Regions from separate parts of the Mus musculus genome. Here region 2 is linked to region 1. The links are chromatin contacts, called in public ChIA-PET maps. All regions are on one chromosome and are shown on one strand. The core of a region is the stretch at or near the end of the contact, and the rest is flanking DNA. Distances in the headings are between cores, read along the strand shown.

The links. ChIA-PET counts read pairs in DNA pulled down with a chosen protein or histone mark.
Region 2: an RNA polymerase II ChIA-PET map of effector CD8 T cells shows a contact between it and region 1, with 20 read pairs. The contact joins two enhancer-like sites. A contact is called at or near these places in 10 of 484 Hi-C or Micro-C datasets (centroblasts, embryonic stem cells, nephron progenitors and 1 more), 3 of 115 datasets of contacts at active chromatin or transcription factors (bone marrow-derived dendritic cells, effector CD8 T cells and embryonic stem cells) and 3 of 9 other capture datasets (adipose tissue, liver and pancreatic islet).

The regions. Positions count from the first base shown.
Region 1 is chr9:44,565,759-44,570,126 of GRCm38.p6, reverse strand. No RefSeq gene overlaps it. Among named protein-coding and RNA genes, the nearest start is that of Ddx6, 37 kb to the left of the region's middle. Within about 2 kb of position 1,831, at least 172 of the 459 cell types and tissues checked have an H3K27ac peak or open chromatin away from gene starts, as enhancers often do. A contact at or near this core is called in centroblasts and effector CD8 T cells, where this site is marked.
Region 2 is chr9:44,644,100-44,648,467 of GRCm38.p6, reverse strand. No RefSeq gene overlaps it. Among named protein-coding and RNA genes, the nearest start is that of BC049987, 26 kb to the left of the region's middle. Within about 2 kb of position 1,872, at least 107 of the 459 cell types and tissues checked have an H3K27ac peak or open chromatin away from gene starts, as enhancers often do. A contact at or near this core is called in centroblasts and effector CD8 T cells, where this site is marked.

The DNA.
Region 1 (4,368 bases), core at 582-3,081:
ATATAGAATATATCAAGAGCTCCACTAAAAAAAATAATAAAATAAATGAACTTGAACGGTTCACAAAAGAGGAAACATATTGTGCTAAAAGACACGTGGGAAAAAGTTCTACTTCAGTAGTAACAAAAGCAATGCAAATTTTAAAAAACCCAGGTACCACTTTCATCTATACAACTTGTACAAAAATTTTAAAAAGAAGAAAGAAAAATGAATATCCAGTAGCAGGAAGCATGAAGCCCAGTGACCTTCCTCATGCAGTGCAGTGGTCTTCCTCATGCAGCCCAGTGACCTTCCTCATGCAGTGCAGTGACCTTCCTCATGCAGTGTAGTGGTCTTCCTCATGCAGCCCAGTGACCTTCCTCATGCAGTGCAGTGACCTTCCTCATGCAACAGTGACCTTCCTCATGCAGCGCACCTCTGTGAGTTTGAGGCCAGCCTGGTCTACATAGTAAACTGTCTCAAAAGAAAAATAAAAGTGGACCCTGGAAGGAAACTCAGGTCTCCAGCTGTGGAGACATGTTTATCCATGAGCTCTCTCATCCCCTCTCAAGGATCCCCATATCATGAGAAAATGCTGCTTTTGTTGTTTGTTTGTTTTGTTTTGTTTTGTTTTGTTTTTTTGAGATAGGGTGTCACTATGTAGCACTTGGCTGGCCTGGAACTCACAACACAGATCAGGCTGTCTTCAAATTCATGGAGATCCACCTGTCTCTATCTCCAGGTACTGGGACTGAAGAAATGTGCCATCCTAGCCACCGAGAAAATATTTTTTATAAAAAGATTCATTACTTTTTTAAACCATGCATATGTGGAGAGATATGCACATATGTGTCTGGGTGTTTATGGAAGCCAGAAGAAGGTGTCAGATCTCCTGGAGGAGGAATTACCGTTGCTCACGAACCTTTGCTGTGGAGGCGTGAACTGAACCCCGTCCATCCTCTGAAAGAATAGTGAGTTGTCTTAACCTCTAGGCCAGTCTCCAAGCCCACGAAGAAGCTTATAAACAGCATTAAGCAAAACCAAACAAACAAACAAACAAAAGCCCCACCAACAGTTATACAAAGCTCATATCAAAAACAACAGGAAAAGAAGGCAACTGAGCTTGATCTGTTGTTCATTGGTTTGGTTTTGAGACAGGTTTTACTCTGTATCCCAGGCTAGTCTGGAATTCATTATATAGCCTAGGCTATCTTCAAGCTCTTGGCAATCCTCCTACCACAGACTGCCAAGTGTTAGACTACAGGCATGTACCACTGTATCATGTCTGGATGACAAGGGTGCATCACCATGCCATGGCAGGCTTTATTGTTATTGTTTAACATTATTCTTTCAAATTTAAAAATAGCTATTTCAAGTATATGAGCCTTTTACCTGCACTTGTGTACCTGGTGCCTGCAGCGGTCACCAGGTCTTCACTGTTGCTGCTGTTTGTTTGTTTGTTTGTTTCAAGATAGAGTTTCTCCATGTAGCTCTGGTTGTCCTGGAACTCGCTCTGTAGACCAGGCTGACTTCGAACTCAGAGAGCTCTCTGCCTCTTTCTCCCAAGTGCTGGGAATAAAGTCATTCATCACCACAGCCTGCCTAAAAGTAACTTTTAAAAAAAATCGCTGTCCTTTTTCCTGTCTGTAGATTAATATAATGAAGTCCTCTTTTTGATTTGGACCAAGAGTTAAATCTTAGGATAACAGTTAAACTTGTCATTCCTGCCCAGTAAGGCCCCACACTCTGGCCTGGGTTGCTGTGTCTTTCTTTAGATCCCCTGTGAAGAGCTTTCTCTATTGACAACCATGGAGAGTCAGGTGGGGTTTCATTCAGGCTGCGAGGAGGAACGATAACCCCAGAAACAATAAAAACAAACTCACTGTTGCTATGAACTTCTAGCACCAGTTCACAAATAATACAAAAGCACCCTCCCCCCCCCGCCCCTCCCTCCCGCACCTCCCCAACTTCCGGTCCTGTCTGATGAGGGAGAGGAAAGTCAGTAAACCCAAAAGTGCCAGAAGAGGATTGTGCCGTGACAAACAGGGAAAGGACCGAAGGAACAGGCCTGAAGGCTCACGGGGACCTAACAGATCTAGCGGAGGCACCAGTGAGGTGGCTGGCCTAAGGGAAGCCTCTAAAGGGAGCTCCTAATGAATTTAAAGACAGGTAAAGGTTAAATGGCAAATAGCGGTTAGAATTCTGAGCACACTAAAAAGCATGACCAACATTAAAATATTACATAGCTTTCCTTTTAGTCCAGTGTGTGTGTGGTGAGTTTGAGGAAGTAAAGAGGGCTGATATTTCGAGGAGTGATGTCAGCTGAGAGTAGAAAGTGAGACGGAGGTTACGTAAGTGGTCAGGAGCTGGTGCAGCCAGTAACACTCATACCCTGTCAGCATGAGGGCCTGAGTCCAGGCTCAGCGCCCACACAAATGCCAGGCTGTAGAGAGAGAATATAAAAAAAAATAGCTCAATGCCAGCCTTTGTCTTCCACTGGTGTTCACATGCCTAAACACACACACACACACACACACACACACACACACACACACACACACACGACACAGACATAACTTGCAAAAGTTAGGTCATATTAAGGGGAGTGTCACCCAGCTAGGCTCATAAGGGGAATGTCACCCAGCTAGGCTGGCTTTGTTGCACTGGGAAAGGAACCCAGAGCCTGTGCCCGCCAGACAGGTGGCCTACTACTGAATGGCATCCCAGCCTGGGTCCCCATGTCCCTGAAGGAATTTGGGTAAGGGTGTAAACATCTGTATTTTCCCTTGTAGGGACTTTTACCCAGATATGTGAGGATCTAAGAAGAAATAGAAAAAGAAAGAATCGTTACCATAAACAATTTTAAACAAATACAAGAGAAGTCGCAATACAATTATGGCCTGGCACGCGCTTGTCACCAGAAGAACAAAAGCAAAAGTATAACTTTAACACACTAAATATTCAGAGAATTTCCCTTCCTTCAACTTTTTAATTAATTAATTAGGATGGGGTCTTTCTACATAGTCCTGACTGTCCTGAAACTTACTACATAGACTAGGTTGGCCTTGAACTCATAGAGATCCACCTGCCTTGGTCTCCCTAGTGCTGGGATTAAAGGTGTGCACCACCATGGCCAGCTGTGTTAATATTCTTAAATCCAGGGCTCTGTGGCTTTCGTTTTATTTTACTTTTCAGGGTTTTTGTTTCTTTGTTGTTTTGTTTTGTTTTCAGACAGGGTCAGACCAGCCTTGAATTTAAGTTCTCTGTGTCTCTGGCTCCTAGCCCTGGGTACTGTCTCAGGCTCTATCTTTGCTTTATTACAGGAGGCCCAGAGTCAAAGGAGATATTTTTCATTTGCACGGTCAGCAGGTGACTCGCTAAGAACACGTTCAACTGCCCCTCAGTTCCAGCAGTAGTGTACCCTGTACCCATTGCTTCACAGAGAGGCCCAGTGGCTTGGTAAAGTTTGCTCTCTAGTTTGACTGTTGGAATTGATGTTATTTTTGTAAATTGACATTTTTTTTGGTCAGTTTCTAATTTCACAGTGGTGTTTGACATCACTTTTCTCGTCTCCTCTCTTCCCATTTGCTCTGCAAGAGCGTTACAAAGGTGTGCAACCTTCAGCCAAGGCTCCTTGCTAACGCCAATGAACGCCTAGCGTTATACAGACAGTGTGATATTTGAGTTTCCTGGTGGTAAACAGATCACCACCTGAAGTTGCCATTTTAAGCTCTTCCTTTGCATCTAAAATTTGTCCGTTGGATCAACACTCATTTAATTTATATAAGGTTACTATACACGGCAGTTGTTTCCTAGGTATTTTCAGAGAAACATGCTGATAGCCTCAGGCAGAGCCAGGAACACGGGCTTTGGATGGGATGGGATGGGAGTCTGTATGGATGGGCTGTTACAGTCCATTGAGACATTGCAGCCTTTTTGTTTAGCTTTGTGTGGGACTGAACCCTCTGGACTTCCCACGTGCTAGACAAAGGCTATGCCACTGAGCCTCCTCCCTTGCCCTGGATCTTCCAAGACAGTGTGCTTCACTATGTAACCCAGGTTAGCCCTCAAACTTGTAACTCTTCTACTTTCACATCCCAAACGTGGGGATCACAGGCACAGATCACCAAACTTGACTCTGAATGGATCTATCTGGTGACTGTCTGGACTGGACACAGGTGGGTGTTAGAAGTTAAAGGGGAGGAGCTGAAGAGATGGCTCAGTTGTTAGAATCCTTGTGGTGGACAGAGTTCAGCTCCCAACACCCCTGTCAATTGTCTGGAACTCCAGCTCCACCGGATCTGATGCCCTGGTCTCCACAGGCACCTTCATTCACATACATATCCCCACATTCGAGCACACACACATAATTAACAATAGTGAAGTTAA
Region 2 (4,368 bases), core at 623-3,122, 78 kb before region 1:
TATTTATATGAGTACACTGTCCCTGTCTTCAGACACACCAGAAGAGGGCATCGGATCCCATTACAGATGGTTGTGAGCCACCATGTGGTTGCTGGGATTTGAACTCAACACCTCTGGAAGACCAGTCAGTGCTCTTAACCACTGAGCCATCTCTCCAGCCTTTTTTGTTTGTTTGTTTGTTTTGTTTAAGTCTTTTTTTTTTTTTTTGGTCTTTTTTTGGTTTTTCAAGACAGGGTTTCTCTGTGTAGCCCAGGCTGTCCTGGAACTCACTTTGTAGACCAGGCTGGCCTCGAACTCAAAAATCCGCCTGCCTCTGCCTCCCAAGTGCTGGGATTAAAGGCGTTTTGTTTAAGTCTTATTTTTAAGTGTGTCTGTGTGTGGATGAGCCCGTGTGGGTCAGAGGCACTGGGCTCCCTGAAGCTGGGCTTACAGGCTGTTGTGAGGGCCTGACATGAGTGCTGGGAACTCAGGTCCTCAGAAGAGCAGTACAGACTCTCTAGAGCCATGGTTTTGCTTTTTTTTTTTTTTTTCTGGGATAAGTTCTCATAGCGCAAGCCGGTGAAGAACTAAGTGTCCCAGGTTGGCTCCAACTCACGGCCATCCTCCTGCTTTAGTCTCTTGTGCTGCACAGTCTCTTTAACCCACTAATGTCCTAGGCTCCTGTCAAATGAGATGAACACACTTCCTCCCTATTTAAGTCACTGTTTCTCAGATTTCTGTCCTGTCTGCGGCTGAGTGGCATCTTTAATGGCACCCTCTGCAGAGTGGTCCTTGTTGATCTCTAAGTTTGGGGTCAGCCTGGTCTATAGAGTAAGTTCTAGGACAAGTGAGGACTACACAGAGAAACCCTGTCTTGAAAAACAACAAACAAACAAACAAGCATAAAACAAATAAACAAAAACAAAAGAAAAAACCACAACCCCCTCCCCCCAAGCCCCACTTCCCATTAGGACCCATATGTCCATAACATTTCCAGCCAGGTGACAAGGTCTTGTCCTCTGTCTCTTTCTGTGCATGTAGGAGTGCGTGTATCAGAAGCCAGAAGTCAGCGTGAAAACTCTTTCTCAATTGCTCTCCATTTTGGTGTCTGAGGAAGGTATTCCTACAGATCCCAGAGCTCACCGACTTGACTACACTGGCGGACTAGAAATTCCCAGGGATGCTCCTGCCTCTGCCTCCTCGGCACTGCCACCACCGGCGGGGTGCTGGAGATCCAAACTTAGGTCCTGCAGCTTGTGAGGCAGGCACTCTGGGGTCTGTGCCATCACCGCAGCCCCATTTGGAGCTGTTCCGTATTCATGCCTGCCTCATCTGTGGCCAGCTGAGGCTACAGGAAGAGTTAAAAGTGCTCAGCCCTAAAAACATACAGACAAGTAGCATTCTACAAGCTGAACAGGTTGTATTTATGTATCTAAGTACACACACACACACACACACACACACACAGAGAGAGAGAGAGAGCAATAATTTATGCAAAAGAGAGGCAATGAGCCGGGCTTGGTGGAGCACGCCTTTAATCCCAGCACTCGGGAGGCAGAGGCAGGTGGATTTCTGAGTTCGAGGCCAGCCTGGTCTACAAAGAGAGTTCCAGGACAGCCAGGGCTATACAGAGAAACCTTGTCTCAAAAAACCAAACCAGAGAGAGAGGGAGAGAGAGAGAGAGAAAGAGAGAGAGAGAGAGAGAGAAGCAATGAATTTGAAATAAAGAAAGAAGGGGTGTGTATGGGAAGGCTTGGAGGGATGAAAGGAAGAAACGACACAGTGATATTATAGTCTCAAAAAATAAAAGAAATACTTTTTAAAGGCTGTGTTGTCTACATAGGCATGCCAGCAGCTGCTCCCCTGCTGGTGTAGAACAGCTACCTTCCTCACTCTTGCCTGTCAGGTGTGCCCCTGTCTCAGCCGCCTGCACTTCAAGGCCTTCTCAGGCAAGGAGCTCCTGGTTCTCTGGATGTTTGGTGATGCCACAATGACATGACTTCTTTGTCCCAGTCCTGGGGTGCTGAGGTGGTCAAGGTCATGACCCGTGACAAGATATCTATGGACAGCAAACTGTTAAACTGCCCCACGTGTCCTGCTCTGCCGTGCCCCGCTATATGTAGCCAACTAGAATGCCATTTGAAAACTAAAATCTCCCATCAGGCTGGGCGGTTTGGCCCCATTCGGCAGGAGGGGAAAGGGCCAGTGTGGCTGCAGGCTGGCCCTAAACATCAGCTTCCAGCCCGCGGAGCTGCAGGCTTCCGGTGCTGGGCGGGGCCAGAGCCGTGGGACCGCAGGCCTCGGTGGTGTGACTGATCCTCTGAACACTAATAGGAAGCCACACACCGTTCATTCTCCTAGAATAGCTACGCACCTGCAGATAAGCAGTTTCTGTTGTGGTGAGAAACAGCACAAGAGAGAGATGTAAAGGTAGGCCAGGGCCCAGCCGGTCCCGACCGTGACAATTCTTTTTTGTGGTGAAGTTTTTGTGGTCCTCACACCTCCTACTCACTTTCAATCAGTGCCACCTGCAAGCCATCGGCCACTCTGGCCACACAGACACCTATGCCGAGGGCCAGCCAAGCCTGTCCCCAGACCACTCAACTGAGATTGCTGAGGCCACTCTCACTGAGAGCCTAAGAGATAGGCCCTGGTTTGGCCTCATTTGGTCTCCATAAGTCCATTGCAGTCACTACGGTTTGTTGGGGTCTTAGTTTCCTCTTTTGCAAAGCAGGACTAATGGTAGCTCTCTTCAGAAGCTATTGTGAGACAGAAGGACTGCATGTGGCCAGCTGAGGGCGGTGCCTGTCCTGTTTATGGGTGGAGATGCTCCAGCTGGCCTCCTGCCCTATTGTGCAGCCTGTCCCTGTCGCGTGGCTGAGGAATACTCCACTGAAGCTTGAGAGAAAGTTTGACTAAGACGTGATCTATGTGCTGGCTAGTTTTATGTCAACTTGTTTCAAGCTGGGGTCATCAGGGAGGAGGGAGCCTCAGCTGAGACAATGACTCCATAAGATTGGGCTTAGATGACAATGTAGGGCATTGTCTTAATTAGTGATTAATGGGGGAGGGCCTAGCCCATTCTGGTTGGTTCCTGGTTCTATAAGAAAGCAGGCTGAGCAAGCCAGGAGGAGCAAGCCAGTAAGCAGCACCACTCCATCGCCTCTGCATCAGTTTCTGCCTCCAGGATCCTGTCCTGCTTGAGTTCCTGTCCTGACTTCCTTTGGTGATAAATGGTGAGGTATAAGGGTAAGCTGAATAAACCCTCTTCTCGCCAGGTTGCTTTGGTCATGGTGTTTCATGGCAGCAATGGTAACCCTGGGGTCCATTGCTAAGGTCCCTCTAGGACAGTGGCTCTTAGTCTTCCGAATGCTGCAGCCTTTCTTTCATTACTACTATAATCTTACTACTGTCATGAAATGTGATACAAACATCTGTGTTTTCTGATGGCCCTAGGCAACCCTGTGAAAGGGTTATTTGACCCCCGAAGGGTCTCGACCTCTAGGTTGAGAACTGTTGCTCTAGGAGGGCTTCCTCAGCCACCTCAGCACAGCTGCTCCCTTTGGACTTTCCTGCTTATGTGACCCCAGCCTGTGGCCTGAGACAAAAGAGGAGGGCTCACCTGGGAAGTGTCTTCACAGCACAGGTCAGATAAGCAAAGGGCCGCCTCAAAGCACTGGAACAGGACCGTGTCCTACAGGGCCTTGTCCTGGTCTGTGTGGTGCACTGCCTCCTAGCTCAGCCACTCACACGAGAACAAGACAGCGTGCAGGGAAGATGAAGATGCCTAGGGCCACAGCTCAGCAAGGGAAAGAGAGAGACCCAGAAGAGAGGAGGAAGAGGAGAGCAAGGGGAGAGGGAGAAGGAGATGGAGAAGGAGTAGTAAAGAGGGAGACAAGAAAGAATAGGAGGGGAGCAAAAGAAGACAGAACAAACAGGAAAAGCAGAGTCAGAGTTGGTCAGATGCAGCACTCATCTTAGCACTGGGGAGGCAGAGGCAGGCAGATCTCTGAGTTCAAGGTCAGCCTGCCTTATATAGTGATTTCTAGGACAGCTCAGGCTACATAAAGAGACCTTGCCCCCGGCTGGAGAAATGGCTCCATGGCCAAGAGCTTTGGCTGCTCCTCCAGAGGACTTAGGTCCAATTACTAGCACCCACGTGGCAGTTCACAACTGTCTACAACTCTAGTTACAGGTGATCCAACACCCTCATAGAGACATACATGCAGGCAAAACACCAATGCACATGAAATTGAAAATAAATAAAAGAAATAATTTTTAAAAAGAGACCCTGACTCAACAATAAAATAAAAAACAAACAAGAAAAGAAAATCTTGGAGTCTTGGAGGTGGGATAAGCGAACGTAGACAGGTTATCTCCAAAGCTTGG